Regions from separate parts of the Acanthopagrus latus genome. Here regions 2, 3 and 4 are each linked to region 1. The links are chromatin contacts, called in public Hi-C maps. All regions are on one chromosome and are shown on one strand. The core of a region is the stretch at or near the end of the contact, and the rest is flanking DNA. Distances in the headings are between cores, read along the strand shown. Region 1 holds the start of fam3c (protein FAM3C). Region 2 holds the start of si:ch211-244b2.4. Region 3 holds the start of lum (lumican). Region 4 holds the start of LOC119032920.

The links. Hi-C and Micro-C count contacts between places; a contact is called where the count stands out from the background.
Region 2: a Hi-C map of muscle shows a contact between it and region 1, with 3 times the contacts expected there. The contact joins the promoter of si:ch211-244b2.4 here to the promoter of fam3c in region 1. A contact is called at or near these places in 2 of 4 Hi-C or Micro-C datasets (both in muscle).
Region 3: a contact with region 1 is called in a Hi-C map of liver, with 2.8 times the contacts expected there. The contact joins the promoter of lum here to the promoter of fam3c in region 1. A contact is called at or near these places in 3 of 4 Hi-C or Micro-C datasets (liver and muscle).
Region 4: a contact with region 1 is called in a Hi-C map of muscle, with 6 times the contacts expected there. The contact joins the promoter of LOC119032920 here to the promoter of fam3c in region 1. A contact is called at or near these places in 4 of 4 Hi-C or Micro-C datasets (liver and muscle).

Annotation. Positions count from the first base shown.
Region 1 is chr14:15,112,099-15,116,514 of fAcaLat1.1, forward strand. fam3c (protein FAM3C) reads left to right here and starts at 1,873. Exons shown (of 9, transcript XM_037122209.1): 1 at 1,873-1,996; 2 at 2,397-2,451; 3 at 2,560-2,664; 4 at 3,259-3,382. The coding sequence starts at 2,433. si:dkey-159a18.1 (sortilin) reads left to right here. Exons shown (of 22, transcript XR_005079058.1): 19 at 1-64; 20 at 143-287; 21 at 368-474; 22 at 560-593.
Region 2 is chr14:15,361,670-15,366,085 of fAcaLat1.1, forward strand. It overlaps si:ch211-244b2.4, which reads left to right and starts at 2,496. Exons shown (of 11, transcript XM_037122510.1): 1 at 2,496-2,511; 2 at 3,351-3,445; 3 at 3,542-3,662; 4 at 4,350-4,416. The coding sequence starts at 2,496. It overlaps si:dkeyp-38g8.5, which reads right to left. Exons shown (of 4, transcript XM_037122315.1): 2 at 663-756; 3 at 1-63. The coding sequence starts at 47.
Region 3 is chr14:15,322,152-15,326,567 of fAcaLat1.1, forward strand. lum (lumican) reads left to right here and starts at 2,424. Exons shown (of 3, transcript XM_037122500.1): 1 at 2,424-2,579; 2 at 3,535-4,413. The coding sequence starts at 3,540.
Region 4 is chr14:15,255,375-15,259,790 of fAcaLat1.1, forward strand. It overlaps LOC119032920, which reads left to right and starts at 2,577. Exons shown (of 4, transcript XM_037122555.1): 1 at 2,577-3,422. The coding sequence starts at 3,362.

The DNA.
Region 1 (4,416 bases), core at 623-3,122:
CCAGCGCCAACAAAACCCTGGAGCCCTGTCTGGAGGGAGAGGAGGACGAGCTGCTCACAGCGGGGTAATAACAGTCGCTCCTTCTTTAGATATGCAAACACACCTCCTGTAGACACTCACACACTTCTGACTGCATCTGCAGGTACCGGAAGGTTGCCAGCGACAGGTGCGAGGGCGGGTTCAGTCCTCAGCTGGCCGTGCAGACTGTCATCAGGCCCTGCGGCGTGAATACCAGCCCCGCTCCGTCTACCAGGTCCTTGTCTCCAGTCGCAGACTTTGACACACCGGTGAGCAGATTTGTCGCGCACCTTTAATCGTTGGCGTTTAGATTTTAGCTTCATTAATGCCGGCTCTGCATGTTTTCCAGCGCGAGAGGCTGGTGCTGATCCTGGTGTGTGCGGGGGCTGGCGTCGTCGTCCTGATAGCCGTCATTTCCGCCATCTTTGCCGTCAGGAGGGTGGTGTACAGGAACAGGTGAGCCGGACACACGTGCACAGCTGCACACATCTCACACACACACCTGCAACTGATCTCTGTGGTGTAACGTCGCCCTCTGCAGGACACCAGTGTACCGATTCTCCAACCTGCGGATCCAGGATGATGAGAATGGCGTCACACCAGAACTCGAAAGCGCCACCAGCAGCAACGGCACGGCCTGCCAACAGGACTCAGATGACGTGAGACACATTCACCACTATTTCACTATTTTTGTCTTGTTTTGAGCTCATAAAAACTTCCACATGATGTGATTTCCGCACAATCACTGACACTTTTTCCCCCTTTTTTTTTTCTACAGGATCTTATTGAATGACACATGACACGTTCGAATGGATGTGATAAAGATTCATGGCTGGAGGCAGCCTGAAAAAAGACTTTGTTGGACTTATCTCTGATGTTTGGACCGCAGCACCACCGAGGATCTGAACGACAAGCATGAAAATTTATTAATTTATTGAGCTGACTGTTATTTCATTGCTTTGCTTCGCTTTTATGTGTACAGTATTTCTTTTTTTTTTTGTAATTATTATTATTGTAGTTTTACTCTGTGTTGCAGCACTTTTTTTTACTTTCTGTCCAATGTGAAAACAAACGAGACAAATCCAGAAAATGTGCATTTTTAAAAAACAACAAAAACAAAATACAGCTTTTTATTATCATGTGTTCTTTGTACTGTGGATGTTCTGGTGAAGTTAAATGCACAATAAAGGTTTTAAAGCATCTGTCCATCAGTGGGCGCTGGCGGCGTTGTCACATGTCTAATCTGCCTCGATTTATACAGAGAAGAAGAAAATCAGGAAGTCGGTTCGAGTGTAACGAAGATAGGTTATTAAGAAGATGTAATACTCCTGAAAAAAAATCACCATTCCTACTACTACGACTACCACAATTTACTATAGAGCACAATGCTCATAACAGAACTGTGTTATATGGTTGAATTAGACATGGCACTTGAGTCTACACGTGTAGAGATCATTGTTTTAAAAAACAAATATTAGTAATAACTTTTTCCTTCATTTTCATTTTGAGAGGCAGTGAATGGGATTATTATGGATGACAAAGTTGTATTAGTGATACATAATACAAACTACAAAACTAACTAGATAAAAAGTTGAAATCACCCTTTTACCCTCCGGTTTAATGAATGAGATATTGCTGTAAAGGAAGTGTTGTTTTCATCTTCTATGTTGCACTATCATTGTGTTTATTAATGTTATGGCAAATTTTGAATAGTTTCTTGTTGATTTCAACTTAGAACATGGTGATTTCCCTTTGAATAGTGGACAACCCCGTCTGAAAATAAATATTTAATGAAAGAAAAAGGAAAAAATAATTCACCCGACTTGTTCGTCTTCGATTTCTCCGACAGAGTGGAGCATCTCACCTACTGCCCCTCTCCCCCCTTGAACTGTATTTCAGCTGTCACCCTACAGATCTCTCCAGTCTGGGACACCGTCGGCCACAGCCGGTACAGGTGGTTACCACAGCGACTGAACAGGTAAATTCAACATCTTTACATCCTTCTTATTCAGCTTCTTCCACGTTATTTCCACTACTGCTGTCAGTGAGCAAAGATAGGCAGAGAGGAAGTAACGGTGGACGAGTCAACGTCAGTTTTCACACTTGACGCCAGTTAGCTTGTCAAAATATAACGTTAGCCTCCAGGCTATGTGTAGTGTAATACCGGCGTGTAACTGAGATTAAATGCATTATAACAGGTGAATTCCTTGTGACAGCTAAGTCAGCGAAAGCTAAAGAGACGTTAAAACACTTGACTAACTTTCTGCGGTGTTAGCTTTTAGCGCCATGTCAACCGTTATTAGCAAGCTAACGCGTCGTCACCGAAAGTCGACCTGAGCTGGCTGCTAGCATTTGTTTGTTTTGTTTTGTCATGACAGGGTGTTAGTTTGGGGAAAAGAGGCTGGAGGCTCGCAATGATGCTTCGGGCCGGCGGTAAGCACATGTGACTTAAGATACCGAGCCATTATTGTGCTAATGTGATGATAAATGGCGCCTGACAGCTTCATCACGTTAACCCATCTGCCTCTGTTCTCTCTTCAGGTATTTTGAAGTTGGCAGCGCTCATCTTTGCGTTCCTCCTGGCTGTCTTTCTGGCTTTCCAGCTGCTGGAGATCAACACGGATTTTAAACTGGGCAGTATGATGTGTGAGTACCAAGTGTTTTCTCAAAAAACGAAACCAAGCCACCGTTTAGATTTTGTTGTTAAGGAAACCTGAGGTCTTTTCTAATCCATTCATTGTGAGGGGTTGTTTTGTGGCAGTGTTGCCTGGAGGCTGCAGAAACCAAATATGGTTCATTGTTGTTAAGTGTTATGAGGGTTTCATGGAGGACTTTCCCACGGAACTGCCTTTTTATATGTCCATTTCAGATGAAAGTGTTCTCAAAGATGCATGTATTTAACTTGCTTTTCAGCCAGATCGGTGCCAGTGAATGAAGCCCGTAAGTACGCTTCGATTCTAACAATTTCATCTAATGGATTTGCTTTATTAAAGACTGATGCATGTCAAAAGAAATTTGTCTATACTCGTTGACAACTGAATGGTAATAATTATGGCTAAATCCTGCACTGTACAGCTAGATAATGGCACATGAATATCAGCCCCCATAATCGACCTGGGCTAATAATCAGTAATCTTGCCTTTTGTTTTCTGTCTCCACATGTTTGCGATTGGACCACATGTTACAGAATATTCCCACTCTTTCATTGGTGTTTTTAAACGTGAGCTTTTGTATTCACAGCAACAAAGCCAGTCAGGTACAAGTGCGGGCTGTCCAAGCCGTGTCCGCCTGGACACTTTGCGTTCAAGATGGCGAGTGGAGCGGCCAGTGTGGTCGGGCCGAAAATCTGCCTGGAGGACAAACTGTAAGTGAAGCGACGGCTTGAAACTCACAGAAACACAAGAGCACATGTTTCTTATTGTATTTTTAATCCTTTTTTAACAACATTTTGCATAGTTGATGTGACAAATCTGTTATTACATACGTCAAGAAAGAATTGTTTTCCGTTTTAGTTAGTTTGTCAGCCAGATTACACAAAAACTAATGATACTAGATGTAGGATGTGTCTCCACTCAGAACAGGCTCCATCATAGGGAATGGATCCTGGAATTCTTTAACATCGTGAGATAGGGCGTCGTCACAGGGAATAATGCATGGATCCTGATGAAAGTGATCGGCCGGATGTAGTGTGCGTAGCTGATATGTACGTATGAGTGAGTACAAAAGGGGACTGTTTGGCCTTGGTGGACGTTCTACTGAGGGCCACTCGAGTGTAAACATGTCGTAGTCACTGAGTCATCAGGAGTGTTGGAAGTCACTAGTTGCTTCTGTCAGCTGGGCTCTAATTAAACTTGAATGTGTTGAGTTAAAATGTTGTGGCTTTTCTTTGTTGCTTGGTGTCAAAGTACTGTAGTTAAGAGCTGAGCAGGAGTCACCTTTGGTCTGAAATGCATTGTGCTGATTATATTGCTGAAAGTGAGTAAGTAGTAGATTAAACATCTTTTTAAACAATGGAAGGAATTTATCAAGCGAATGTGTGACACATTAACTTGCTTCTCAACTTGGAAGATTGACTACTGTTATCATTTTTAGATCATTCGAAAATTAGTATCTGATTTGTCAGAGACAGCAAGACTTTTTTTTTAAAAGAGCAAAACAACAGGACCACAAACAACGAGAACACTGACAGAAATAAAAGACATAATAATATAATGGATAACTAGACTGGTGCTCAGTAGAGCGTATACCCTCACCAAGGCCCAGCAGTCCCCTTTTATTCCATCAAGCCGAATCCAATATCAAATCAAATCATATTTAAATCCACCATATCTGGACTTTTATTTGGATTCACCACCTAAATATGCTTGACCTTGTTTTTCACCAACATCTGTATATAAC
Region 2 (4,416 bases), core at 1,246-3,745, 250 kb after region 1:
CATTTTTTGGATGCTTGTCTGTGAGTCATCATGTGCTGCAAGCCCATATGTTTCAGGATGGCCCTGAAAATACAATACAATCATGTTAATGGCGCACTAAAACACAAGAGCTGACACAATTAGGTGATTTCTCTGTGAGCTGATCGACAGATAATGTATCATCATCTATCATGATTATGTAATTATTGTTGTGGTCATTGTTTTCAAGCAAAAAATACCCCAAAAGTCACTGATTTCAGCTCCTCCCATGTAAATGTTAACACAAATTTTGAATACACAGTTTGTCATGTGTGCTTTGGGAACTCTTTTTCTATTTTCTACCTTATCAAAAAGGCCAAACACATCCTCAAAGGCCAAACACATCCTCAAACACAAAATAACTGTGTTTTGTATCTGCTGGGAAATTAAACCACAGGCTGTTAATGGGTAAACCCTCACCTCTGCCATTCAAACAAGCAAAAACAAAGAGGATGGAAACAGATATAGGCATCATTAGGTTGTTAAAATAATACAAATAACATTTTCAAAACTTAAATATGTGACAGAATGTTAAAATGTTACAGGTATGAGAGACAAAAACGGGCACATAATTCCCCCATCACGGTACTTCCTGCTGTGTTCATTCTATTTAGTATTTTCACACAGTAAACTAGCCGGCATACCTCCATGCCCACAGTGAAGTGTTTCTCCTCCCAGAGAAGAGGTTTTTATTTGTAACCCTCAGCTTCACAAAGTCTTCAATTTCCTTTGAGCTCACTGAATGAGAGAAAAGAAAACAGAAGTGTAATACATGCAGTCAGTACTGTGATTCAGCCTGTAGTGACCTCAGTTGTCAGTATTTGTTTTAATATCTAATGGGACTACAGGATACTTTGTCTCCTTCCTTTTTAACTCAGGTGAGACACCATCACCCTGTTAGACCAACTTTGCAACAGGTGTTAGCTCACAACAACTCAACTGTTAGTCACTTTATGTATCATCTTAGTTTGATGTCGTGTCATTATTCGTTCGCGTAGCAACAAACACAGCCTCTATTATGAGTGGGGGTCGGGCTGAAGCATGTTGTTGGATGAAAAGCGTGCTTCTCGGGTACTTCCACCATGGAGCCTACTTGCTAGGTGCCCTCGCTAACGTTAGCTAGCTCTGTTAAAACTTGACATTTCTTGCCGCCCGTACTTACTTTTATACGTGAACTCCATGGGGTTGGCTCTATCAGAGCCGTTGTTCGTGTAATCGTGATCCTGAAATTCCATTTTCCCCTATTTGTGTTCGTCCTTCTTTTTCTCAAGTACCCTTCGTAGGAAAAGGTCGCTGGGTCGTTCCGGCTCCAGAAGGACCCTATGTTCTTCTTCGCGTGTTTTTAAACAGAGCGCCCTTAACGCACTCTATGTACGGGGTGGCGCCAACGGTGGAATGAGCTCACTACCGCCAGCCAGCGTTGTGGTTGTTTCGTGTACTCCAGCTTCTTGTGATCAGACTGCAGTTTTTTGTGTTTTCCACCCTGTTTGTATATGTTTCTGGTGTTATAATTGATTACTAAATTTAATTTGTTTATTATTTGATTGATTTGTATGTAAATAATGTGTTTTTTTTACATCATCCGTACAATTTTGACCTTTTTATATACAGTGTGTGTTGTTTTACACGTATACATTATATATATCTTTATGTATGTGTATGTTGCTTTGCTCTGTTTAGCTTTGTTTTCCTTCTTTCAGTAATATGTCTGTGTTTATCATCATGTACACTGTTATTGATTTATATTTATTTTCATTCAACTAAAATTAAATCAATTATTAATTAATACAGACTCAGGGTCCAGATAAAAGACATTCCACAAAATAAATTACATAATAAATGTCAATAAAAGATATTTTAGTATATATTAGTGTGTTAGCTGTAATAATGTCCACGCAATAGGGATTGGTAGCAAGTAGAGCTAAAAAGATACGTTAGATAAAACCAGGATGATTTCATTTTCAGAGAAATTTAGACAAAGACAAGAGATACAACTTATACATGAGTTTTCTTAAAACACCAATAAACTCCTGCACTCCTTAACTTTATAATAATAAGAATAATAAGAATAGTAATAATAATAATAATAATAATAATAATAATAATAATAATAATAATAATGACTTATATACTTTTATTTAAAAAGTTGTTTACAGAGACATAAAAAACATGAAAAATCCCAGATGAAAGATAAACAACAGTACAATTCATACAGTTACACAATAATAGAGATAATGAGACAACTCGAGAACATTATTTTTATGTATATTTTTTAAGTGATTTATGACGGAGAGTAAATTATGTGTTCAGGAATTTGGGGATTTCTCCAGACCTAAAATAGCCCATGGTTGAGGGAGTTCTTGCTCTGAGGCACTTCAGCAGTGCCAGCCTCTTGGCAGACTCCAGCTGTGGGTGGGGCTGGAGTTTATCTGAAAAATACGATCATGAAACGAAAGTAGGCTGTATCAAACAGAAGAATGGCGACTGCTCACGGTAAGTACCATTTAAACACTAATTACTGCAGCGCTTTGTTAGTAATCTGCGGTGTTAAATTCAATATGAACACTTCCTTCTGGTTTTCCTTCATAATAAGAGCTGCTTGTGTCCAGTGTGTGTCTGTTTATGTGTTTATTTACATGTGACATTCAGAGATAGATCTCCATATCGAAACAAAACTCAACACAAGTGTTGATATGCGTCATGTTAGAGGAAGGAAATGGTGCAAATCTTTAGTCTTATGAACACGTTATTAATTCAACTTTTCACCGTGATTACCTGAAAAAAGTTTCACTTTCGTTTCTGTGGAAAAAGTGGAGCTCGCACTCTCTCTGTAGGATGTTCATGTAACTATTAATAGACCGACATCAGTGTAGTGGTTTAAAATCACGCTTTACTGTAATATCTAATTGACATGGTGTTAAATTGAAGGTGCGTTCAATAGCTTTACATCATTTCTCAAGTATTTTCCAACCAGGTAGGTCATGACCAGTATACAGTCTAAAACTAAAGCTGGTAATTGTCCAGCAGGGGGCAGCAGATCAACTGTACATGTACCAAAGAGAATATCACGTGTGTTAGGGGAGCTGTAGAATAATTTAAAATAGAATTGTAATATTTATAATATTAAAGGGGTAATAATTTTGACCATAAGTGAATAAACAAGCTGTTCTCAGAGGAAAACGAGGTCTCAGAACACTGTTTGAGGCTGGAAAGGTGGCAGGGTCCACCACATATAAACAAAGGGAACCCGTATGATATTGTGTTGTCCTTAAATGTCATGTACACTGTAGCTGCTGAGTTTTAAAGGCTTTCCTAAACACTTGACATTCCAGAGTCTGAAGAGGAATCTCTCTCTGACGGTGAGTCTTACGTCAGCAATGAGTCAGACAGCGAGTCAGACGGATCAGACGGGGAAAACGATTCTCAGGTTTGTTTCTGGATGGGGAATATTTCTGGGAACACAACTATAACTCCATCTGCCTCTTCAGTCATGAATGACATCTCCTGTGTTTTCCCTTTAAAGTCTCCTGTGAGAGAGCCCTGCAGGTATTACAACAAAGGAGGCTGCCGGGACGGCGCCAGGTGCTCGTACCTGCACGTCTGCAGGTACGCACTGACAGGAAACTGTCGCTACGGGACTGAATGTAAGCTGAACCATGACGCAGCGTCCTCTGACGCAAGAGGCGGAGCTTCACACCAGACGAGGGATGAGGAGGAGACTTGAGGTTAGATGGTCTTTATTTCTGATCCACGTCTTAATTTCAAAACATTTACACTTTAAACTCCTTAAATCATCAGACTAGATATGCACGTACTAATATACTGTACACTTTAAATAGTTTAAGGAAACAGAAGTAGGTTTAAATTTGTAATTAACCAGTAATGTCTCTATTATAACAAATGGAAGGTTGAGAAAAGACAGTTTAAAGTCAGAGGTTTGTGCTTAAGACAAATAGACAAATCATCAGCGATACCTGCGAGTTTCACATTTTATTTTGAGACAGTATGACGGTAGTTTTATATCCAGTTTGTGCTTTTTACCTGTTGGTCAGGTTTGAAACATGATGGATACAGATGTTAGATTAGATAACTTAAAGCTGCACTCTTTATTTTGCCGCCACAGGACAGTAAAACAAACTAACAAAACAAAATATCTTTATATTTTTTACATTATAACCTCATAATGTTGATTTGATTCGTGTTTTCAATTTTCAGTTTTATTGGTCGACAACGCTGTGCTTATGGTCTGGTTAGGTTTAGGTTTAAATCGTTATATTTATTTGTGTTTTTTCAGCACCAAAAACTCATTGCTGTGTATTTATTCCATCCAGTCCCGCAGCTGACGGATGGTCGATACCACCAGTGGCAGCTGAACGACGGACGTGGCTGGAAGAGTAT
Region 3 (4,416 bases), core at 1,174-3,673, 210 kb after region 1:
GTATCAACGAACATCAACAGCACATGCAGTAGATTATCTACAGTGGGGATGTTAGCACTAGCAGCCGTTTGTCAGTTGTTTCTCAGTTCAGTGTGTTGTGGGTGGCTTTTTTTGTGGGTCTGAACTGTTCACCTAACGATGATTTGGATTGCATTCTGTGTACTTAGTAACTTGTTTATTTATTACTTTACCATTATTTATTACTTTTGTATTCCTTTCTCACTTTGTTTTACTACTGTTGCATGACAATTTCCCTTGGGATAAATAAAGTTTTCTTGAATCTTGAATCTTGATATGAATGATAATGACTTGATCACACAGCATTCGGGGCATCTCCTGTGATGCTACTGTCATCTATCACTGAATGACGCATGAGTGGGTAGAAAAGGGAGTTGTCTTTTTATCTATTATACAGAAACAAAGTTCCAGAGACAGAAATGACTCACAGAAACAGAAGAAAGGCAAGTACTTTTAATGCTGCAGACAGAGGAACTAGTTGTAGGACTAGTGTGAGATGCTTTAAGTTTATCCAGATGACTGACTGTTGGGAATTACCACTGGGTATCTCATTATGTAGGTTTTGTTTATATGTTTACTGAAATTACAAACTGCTTTGGTCTTGATACTCCTTCCCCCCGCATTTGTTTTTCAGTGTCTGAGTTTGTGCAACAGTTTTACAACAGCGTCTTTTAGGCCACTCAGCACCAGCCCTACCCTTCCCTTCATGCAACATACTTAGTACATCTTGTGTTCAAATCAACCCTGGGGGGGCCATGAAAATGAAAAGACTTGCAACGTTGTTTTGCACTGCTGCGTTAGTTGCACAAGCTTGGCTAGACTTACACAATCGTAATAGTCGAAAGTGACACAATAAACAACAAGACATCAAGTGAGTTGTTGGAAAAAGCTACACAATGAAAACCCAAACTGAAAATAATTGCAGTCAGTTGAGCGCATAACACAGCCAAGGCCGAACAGATCCATTTTACTCAATCAAGCCTTGTCTAAATATGTGCAAGTTACAGATGTTTCGATCCACATCACCCATAGATAGCAGGACTTGAACACCTCTTATTTCTTCCATCAAGATCCGTGTATTCTTCCCTGAGAAATTTACTAGAAGGTTTAAAAATGTCCTCTCTTGGGATGGTAAAGAAAGTAGGAAACAATTCCTGTATATGCATCAAAAGTTAATGGGGTCTAATCTGGGCTGAGACCCACCCTCTATCCAAGTTTCATGGAAATCCGCTCTGTAGTTTTGGTGTTATCCTGCTGACAAACAAACAAAGGCAAAACATAACTTCCTTGTTGGAGGTAATAAGATAATAAAGAAATAAGGATTTAATGGGTCAAACAAGCCCACAGATGTGTGCAAGGAAAAAACAATTCTAAACAGGAGGTCGAATGACTCAAATTTTCTGATATAAAAATGCATAATGAGCTTATTTTCTTACATTTCTTGGGAATTTCTTGGGATCTTGAGTTAGGTTGAAAGTGAGGTATGAAAGTTTACCACACATGAGAAATGCATCCAAGACGGACTCTATGGATGGTATGTGAGCTGAGAGGCAGACCGCACTGCGACCAATTGAATCCAGCCGTCAATTCCCGGCATGCTGTGATGGTGTGATGGACGTCTACCAACAAATGGGAAAACCATTTGGCTAATTATCTCCCCCAGCCCCCCTGCTTCAGTTGCATCTGTCGGATGAGTAGAACCCCACCCTGGTCCATTTTGTTCAACTGTCTCTTTATTTGTGTGCAAGGAGGAAGAAATGTGGAGGTACGCAGAATAATTCATAACAAAGGCATATGGGATCAATTGGATCAGCCTCAACCTGCAGTTACCTAAAGTGCTGTGCCTTTGTTTGAAAAACAGAAGGAGAAATGTTTGCGTCAAGTCTTACGCAAGTCTTCTTCTGGCCGCCTCGTAACCTTTTTTTTGTCAGATTTTCCAAAACCTTACTCACAGCTTCGAGAGGTACAGCTGAATTTATTCTCCTTCGTAACTGGGGAGTCTGGGTTAAATGGCTGCCAAAGATCGTTTTCACATTTTTCCACACTTCTCCTACTCTTAAGATTTTTCCACAGACTGCCTACCCAACCTCAACCAGAGTTTTTTAAACTTTGGGGGTGGTTGTTTGGAGGATAATTACCGGAATGCACTAGAAGTGGGTCGTGTTTGTTAAGGGCATAAACGCTGGGAAAAGGTGGAGGTACTGTAACAGTATCATATAAGTTTTCAGCTTTTCCGAGGTAAAATATTGCCGTTTCTCGTTGCACCTGCTCTTGGTTAGTCAACAGACGTTTTTTGGATGATGCTCCCGCAGACATTCATGCTGATGACACCTTCAATTTATATGACGACCTGACTCCAGCCTGCTGAAGAAGCCTCCCCCCTCCTCCCCCTCCCTTTTTTCCCTCTCTGTCTCTCCATCTAACCCCCCCTCTCTCTCCTCCCTCTCTCTCCTTCTTTCCCTCTGTGTTTTTCTCCAGAGACTTCCAGTTTTTGAACACCACACTGTTCTTACCTACTGGCCCTCCACCCCACACGCACACGAAGAGAGAAAGAGCCACAGGTAAGCTTGCATTAGAGGCATGGATTTGTGATTTCCTGTCTGATTATTCCTCTTCATCTACTGTTTTTCTGGATGGGACTCTCAGCTGCCACTGCTGGGCTTGCTAATGCTGCAGCAGAGAGGACAAGAAATACCAGTGCATGAAATTAAAAAAATGTTTTAAAAGTTGGACCGATTTGCACATGATTCTAAGAAAAACAACTTAAATCTTACATGTTTTATAAAGATCTACACCGCCCTTCAAGGACTGTTTCATAAGTTTCGGCGACTTTAGTCTTGGTAAAACAATCTGTTGCACTTGGATCTGGCTTCTGTCTGCATTTTTCATTGGTCTGGAATGAATCACTCTGGTTTTGCATTGTCTGAAGGAATTTGATTTTCCACAGCTGTGATCCTAAACTCAATAATACATCTGCTTTTACTTCCTTCTTCCATGTGTTTGCTTACCATCACACTCAACTTGTGCGTTTCACACGTAAAACAAGACTTAAACATCGCTGTATATGCACATATATTGTGTACTCTTTGAACATCTGTGTTGAATTATTGTTCCCATCGCTGGCTTATGTAGAAATGTGCCAGATGTATAGATGAAGTGGTGCTGGGAGCACCGCAGTTTCGTTCAAGCTGCAGCTGTAATGATGTGGCTCAAAACAGATAATTGAATCAAGGAATCTAGGGCTCACTGGTCTCCAGTCGGTTTCCATGAACTCCTGACCGATTATAAAATACTCTGGGGAGTGGGTGTGGTGATAGGGTGCATGTAGGGGGCGGAGGCTGTTAGATTAATATTTTTGGAGTACAATCGTTTAAAAGTTATAGTTTTATGAATTCTTTGTCATTCAGTTTTCTTTGAACAAATCAGATCCATATATTACTTTTGTTGCTCTTGCCCCATCTAACTTTTCAATGTTATCCCCTCTCTTCCCCTCCCTTCTGTCTCTTGGATCCCCAGAAGCCATGTTTCCTCTCCGTCTACCCCTGTTGGCCGCATTGGTCACAGTGGCCCTGTGCCAGTATTATGACTACGACTACCAGCCTGTTTCCATGCTGGGACCCTCAGGGCCCAATTGTCATCAAGAATGCGAGTGCCCAATAAACTTCCCAAGCGCCATGTATTGTGACACCCGCAAGCTCAAGTTTGTTCCATTCGTCCCAACAGGGATCAAGTACCTGTACCTCCAGAACAACCAGATTGAAGAGATCAAGGCAGGAGTGTTTGATAATGTTACAGATACACTTCGCTGGCTGGTACTTGACAACAACCAGATTACCAATGGTAAGATCGAAAAGGGCACGATCGACAAACTCACAGTCCTGGAGAAGCTGTTCTTTAGTAACAACGAACTAACAGAGCCAATCATCCCTCCCTCAAAGTCCCTCGATGAGCTGAAGATGATGCACAACAAGTTGTCCAAGTTTCCCTCTGGACTCTTGTCCGACAAGGAGAATCTGACCTCCATCAACCTTCAGCACAATCAGCTGACCTCCGATGCCATCGCAGGGGCGTTCAAAGGGCTGAAGAAGCTGCTGTCTCTGGATGTGAGCCACAACAAGCTGAAGAAGCTGCCGGCCGGAGTCCCTAGTTCACTGGAAATGCTCTATGCTGACTACAACGACATTGATGGTGTCGGAGCAGGATACCTGAACAAGTTGCCCGTACTGCAGTACCTGAGGATCTCCCACAACAAGCTGGTGGACTCCGGGCTCCCTTCTGGAGTGTTCAACACTACATCGCTGGTGGAGCTGGACCTGTCTTTCAACAAACTGCAGTCCATCCCTGAGGTCAACGAGCAGCTGGAGCAGCTGTACCTCCAGGCCAATGAGATCAACAGTG
Region 4 (4,416 bases), core at 1,327-3,826, 140 kb after region 1:
CTATTTAACATTCCCCCGTCTTCTCCCTCTTCCTCCAAAGTTTCGTGCCCCCGTTGAAAATCTTCTGACACACAAGAACTCCGAAGTGAAACGAAAACACAGGTTTAATTTGGTGGAGCTATTCCAGGCCGGGTTAAGACAACACCGTGTTACAGGCGGTGATGAGGCCCTCGCTCATGATTGCTCCGAGCCGCTCTGGAGGAAAATCAGGAACAATATTTGGATATAGAAGAGAAGTATGGCAGAATGTAGTGCGCTTCCTGTTTCTCCCTTATTCTCACACAAAAGGCAGATTTCCTGACTTACGCTCCCATTTTTCTTTTTCACTTTTATTTCTCTTGACGTTTCGAACATATTGGATGTTCAGGAACGTCTAAAAGAAAAGTGCCAATAATCTGCCGTTAATAGAAACCATCCATCAAGTCTCCAGCGTGCAGCCCGATCCCTCCGATCGTTAACATGTTCTTCATCCTCACATGTCTGATAGCAGAAGTATCAACACTGTGGACTGTGAAAGTTATTGACATTGACAGAAAATGTGTGTTAGAATCTGCAAGTCAACATGAACATTTAGCTCCAGGCGCAGACATGGCGTTACATGCATTATACCAAAAGATACAGAAATATGGGACATAATATCTAATCGGGGAGATTTTACTGTAATGCAGCAGTAAAAGAAGCATTCAGAAGAAAGTAACTAAGTAAATGCTGTAATTGAAGTAAGTAATAAATGAGTAAATAAGTAAAGTAAGTAACAAAGTAAGAGACTAGGTGAAGAAAGTTTAATTAATCAAATAAGTGGAATAGTAAAAAAGAAAATAACAAAGGAAGTAACCAAGTGAAATTAGTTAGTAAATAAGTTATAAGTTAACAGGAAGTAAGTAAGTAAATAAGTGAACTAAGTAAATACTAAGTGCAACAAAACACAAATGACTTCACTAAAAAAATTAAATCAAAGTAAATCCTCTCATCTGAGAAACTAGTAGCATAAAACGTTGATTATTTTTTACATAAATAACTACGTATTACTTTGATTATAGATTATCAAGTAATTCCAAATAATTATTACATGTTTTTGTCAATGGATTAATAGTCATAGTAGTTCTATCTATAACAAAACGTCATATTTCGCAAGTTTTTTTTTATATGTTCTTATAACTGAAGCTGTCCAGTAAACGTGATGGAGTAAAATGTGAAATAGTTAATTAAGCATTAGTTAATAGTTATTTCACTGTTAACAAACAATGAAATGTTTTATTTATTTACAGATGAACTACAAAAATGTAATCAGAACTTTACAACAAACAACGATGGTTTATAACGCACGTCATCGTTTGTTTACAAGCGTTTAAGTGACTATAAACCGGCCGGATGACGTTTATCATGAAGTGTTACCAAGTAAATGTTCTTGGTACTTCTTGAAGCTTTTCTTCTTCTTCAGTTTGAAATATAAGTTCACGCCACTGAGGAGGATACGTGAACAGAAGGTAGGTGCTCCTACAGGAAGGCAAAGTCCATTTCCATTGTGTGCTGTTGTCGCACTGCACACGAATGTGGGTCCGACGCTCTGAGCCAACACATTGATCACAGTCTGTGACCTTTGTCCTTTGGCTCTGTTAACCCCCTCCCTGCCGCCGCCGCCGCCGCCACCGATACAGCCACCAGTCAGACTCCGAACAGATGGGAGAGTTTGGGGGAGGGTTTATTTTTAAACAGCCGTGTTGTCACTCAATGCTTCTTCTTCTTCTTCTACTGCCTTTATTTACCTCTTTTTGCTCCCTTTTCCTCTCCCTTTTCCCTGGATTTATACCCTCTAGTCACAAAATATCGACGTTTACTGTAAATTAGATTGCGCGTTCCTCAAAAAACAACCTCAGGGCAAGCCGTGTGTTAATGTTGTCATCAATTATCTGTCCAATTACCATAACCCACATCGATACAGAGGCCCTGCGGTGCACCAGCACTCGCACATACACTAAAAAAGTCACACATCATTCATAGCTGCCAGTAAACTAAAACCTCATGCAAATTCCACACTGGACTGAGACCATTTACCTGCCCTGACCTCCGCTTTTTTCTGTTTTTTGTTTTTGTGGGGTGACAAACTCAAGACAAATACCTCGAAGACAAGCTATGAAAAGGTTGTTTTTCTTAGATCCGAGCTTTTAACCACATCTGTAACACGCCACCAGAGAGAATGTTCTGATTCATACCAGCGACCTAGTAAGGAAAAAAACAAACAACAGATTATTCTTCTGATCATTTCAAAATGATTTCCCCGACATTTGGGGCTCTGCCAAAAAACTCGAAGGGGTTAGGAGGGGGCAACTGGTGAGGCAGCTGCCGGGGCGTTCGGGAAGCACTGGGGAACAATCACTGAACTGTAGAGGTGATTTCGCTTGGAGGCAGAAGTCCAGACGGACAGATTTTGTGTCGGTGAAAGGGATTTCTGAGGCTGTCGATGAGATATGAAAGCCTCAGAGATGGATGAGGGGGTTTTAATGGGAGGGTGGGGGGAAAAAAAAACAAACGATGCTGTCTTACAAAGAAAAAAGGGAGAAAATGGAGCCTCAAAATGACAAAACAGACAGAAGGCCGGCGCACAGAGAGAAGAGACGGTGGTATTTTTTACCCTGAAACATGAAACAGGTGCAGGTCTACTAAGAAACCAACCCCCACCTTTCGGTTTCCTCTATTATCGCTGGTTTCACACCCCCTCTCCTGAACATTACGTCACCTTCGACAGGAAATGAGATGCCACGGCTCGAGGTGTTAAGAGACTCCTCCAGGCCCTCTGCTTCTTCTTCTTCTTCTCCATCTTCTTCATCTTCTTCTGAGCTTTTCATTTCACCACCATTTAATATTCATACGGATGATGTAATTTGTCTCTGTTCGCGGTCCAGAGGAGCAGAGATGATTTTGGGCACAGACACAAACGAAAACATGAACAGCCATCTGCTTTATTTTTCCCATGCAATGTTATGCAATACAAGGCTCTGGACGGGCAACCCGGCCAGTCATGTGTGGGCGTGTGCTGCCGCTCTGTGGTCGGTTCAGGCGTTGCAGTTCAGTTTCGTGTTGTGCGCACTAGATGTCAGCATGCAGCATGTGTTCACGAAGCTATGTGGACTAACAGATCATGTTTTTAGCAGCAAGGATCCAGATTTTCACTTCAAAATGTTTCTTCAGATGCATATTCTGCTCTCAAACACTGTGGGTTACTGCAAATGTTTTCTTCTTTGTTGTGTTGGACCTTCTTGTGAGTCTGACGTGAGACTGACGTGAAGTTTCAATCGAACTGACTTGTGCAAGCTGTTCTTTTCTATATCTGTGTTGCTGTTACAGATACGCAAACCTGAAGATGGAGGCTGAGCCGGAGAGGAACGCCCGGCTCTGCATCATCGGAGAACACAGACAAGAAGGTGATATTCTTATGAGACTGATGATTGGAGGAAATACACAAACACTTTTTCTTCCAGCATAAACAGAGATAGTGGAGCTGAGAAGGAAAGAAAATATCTGTTTGAGAACTGACATCTGGGACTTTTGGTGGTTGTGATGTTGATCCAACAAAATGAGACACTAGCCGTGTTTACATAAAGCATTTTGAAGAATATTCAATGGCAACAATTAAAAAAAAAAAGTCTTGCTGAAAAAGTTTGTAAGCTTGCTTGAGTCAATGTGCAAAATGTTCGATGGAAACTGATTTGCAGAAGAAACGGACATAGCGGATTGCATTTTTCTTCGTCGTCTCCGGACGGCATGCAAAAAATGGCCAAGGTTAGCTGACTGATTTCCTGAAGAGTTCTCTCCAGTTTGTCTCCTGGTTTGTTTACCTCTGGCCTCTGTTTACTTCCACATCCCTGTGTGATGTAGCCTCCATCAGGTCACCCTCTCACAAAATCACGCTTTACATAACCTAGTTCATTCACTGTCAACAAATCTGTCTGACATTTTATTATGGAAACATGGCTGATGTGTGTTGACAAGTGTTACTTTGTATTCCCTCACATTTAATAGAATAAGAAAAGACATGTTCCTTTCTTAATTTTTGTCTTCTCTACAGAGACGAATAAACAAGGATAAAAATGCCAAACTAAAACAATAACGAGATGTGTCTCTGTCCCAAATAAACAAGTTCTCTTTACTTCACTGAAATTCTCTCTCGCTGTGTTGTTTTGACTTTAAATGAGACAAATGTACTTGGAAAGATTTTAAGTTTCTGCTGCTATTTGTCCGGTGAGACCAAGAGACAGACTGTATATGGGCTGTTTTCTTGCCAAACAGCAGAAATTAGGTTTTTACAGTTATTCTTAAAAAACAAAAATGATCATTGCCTAAATCTTTACTACGCTTTCAATTTTTACCACATCTGTAAAATTCAATGAATGTTTTTATACTGATACACATAGTTGT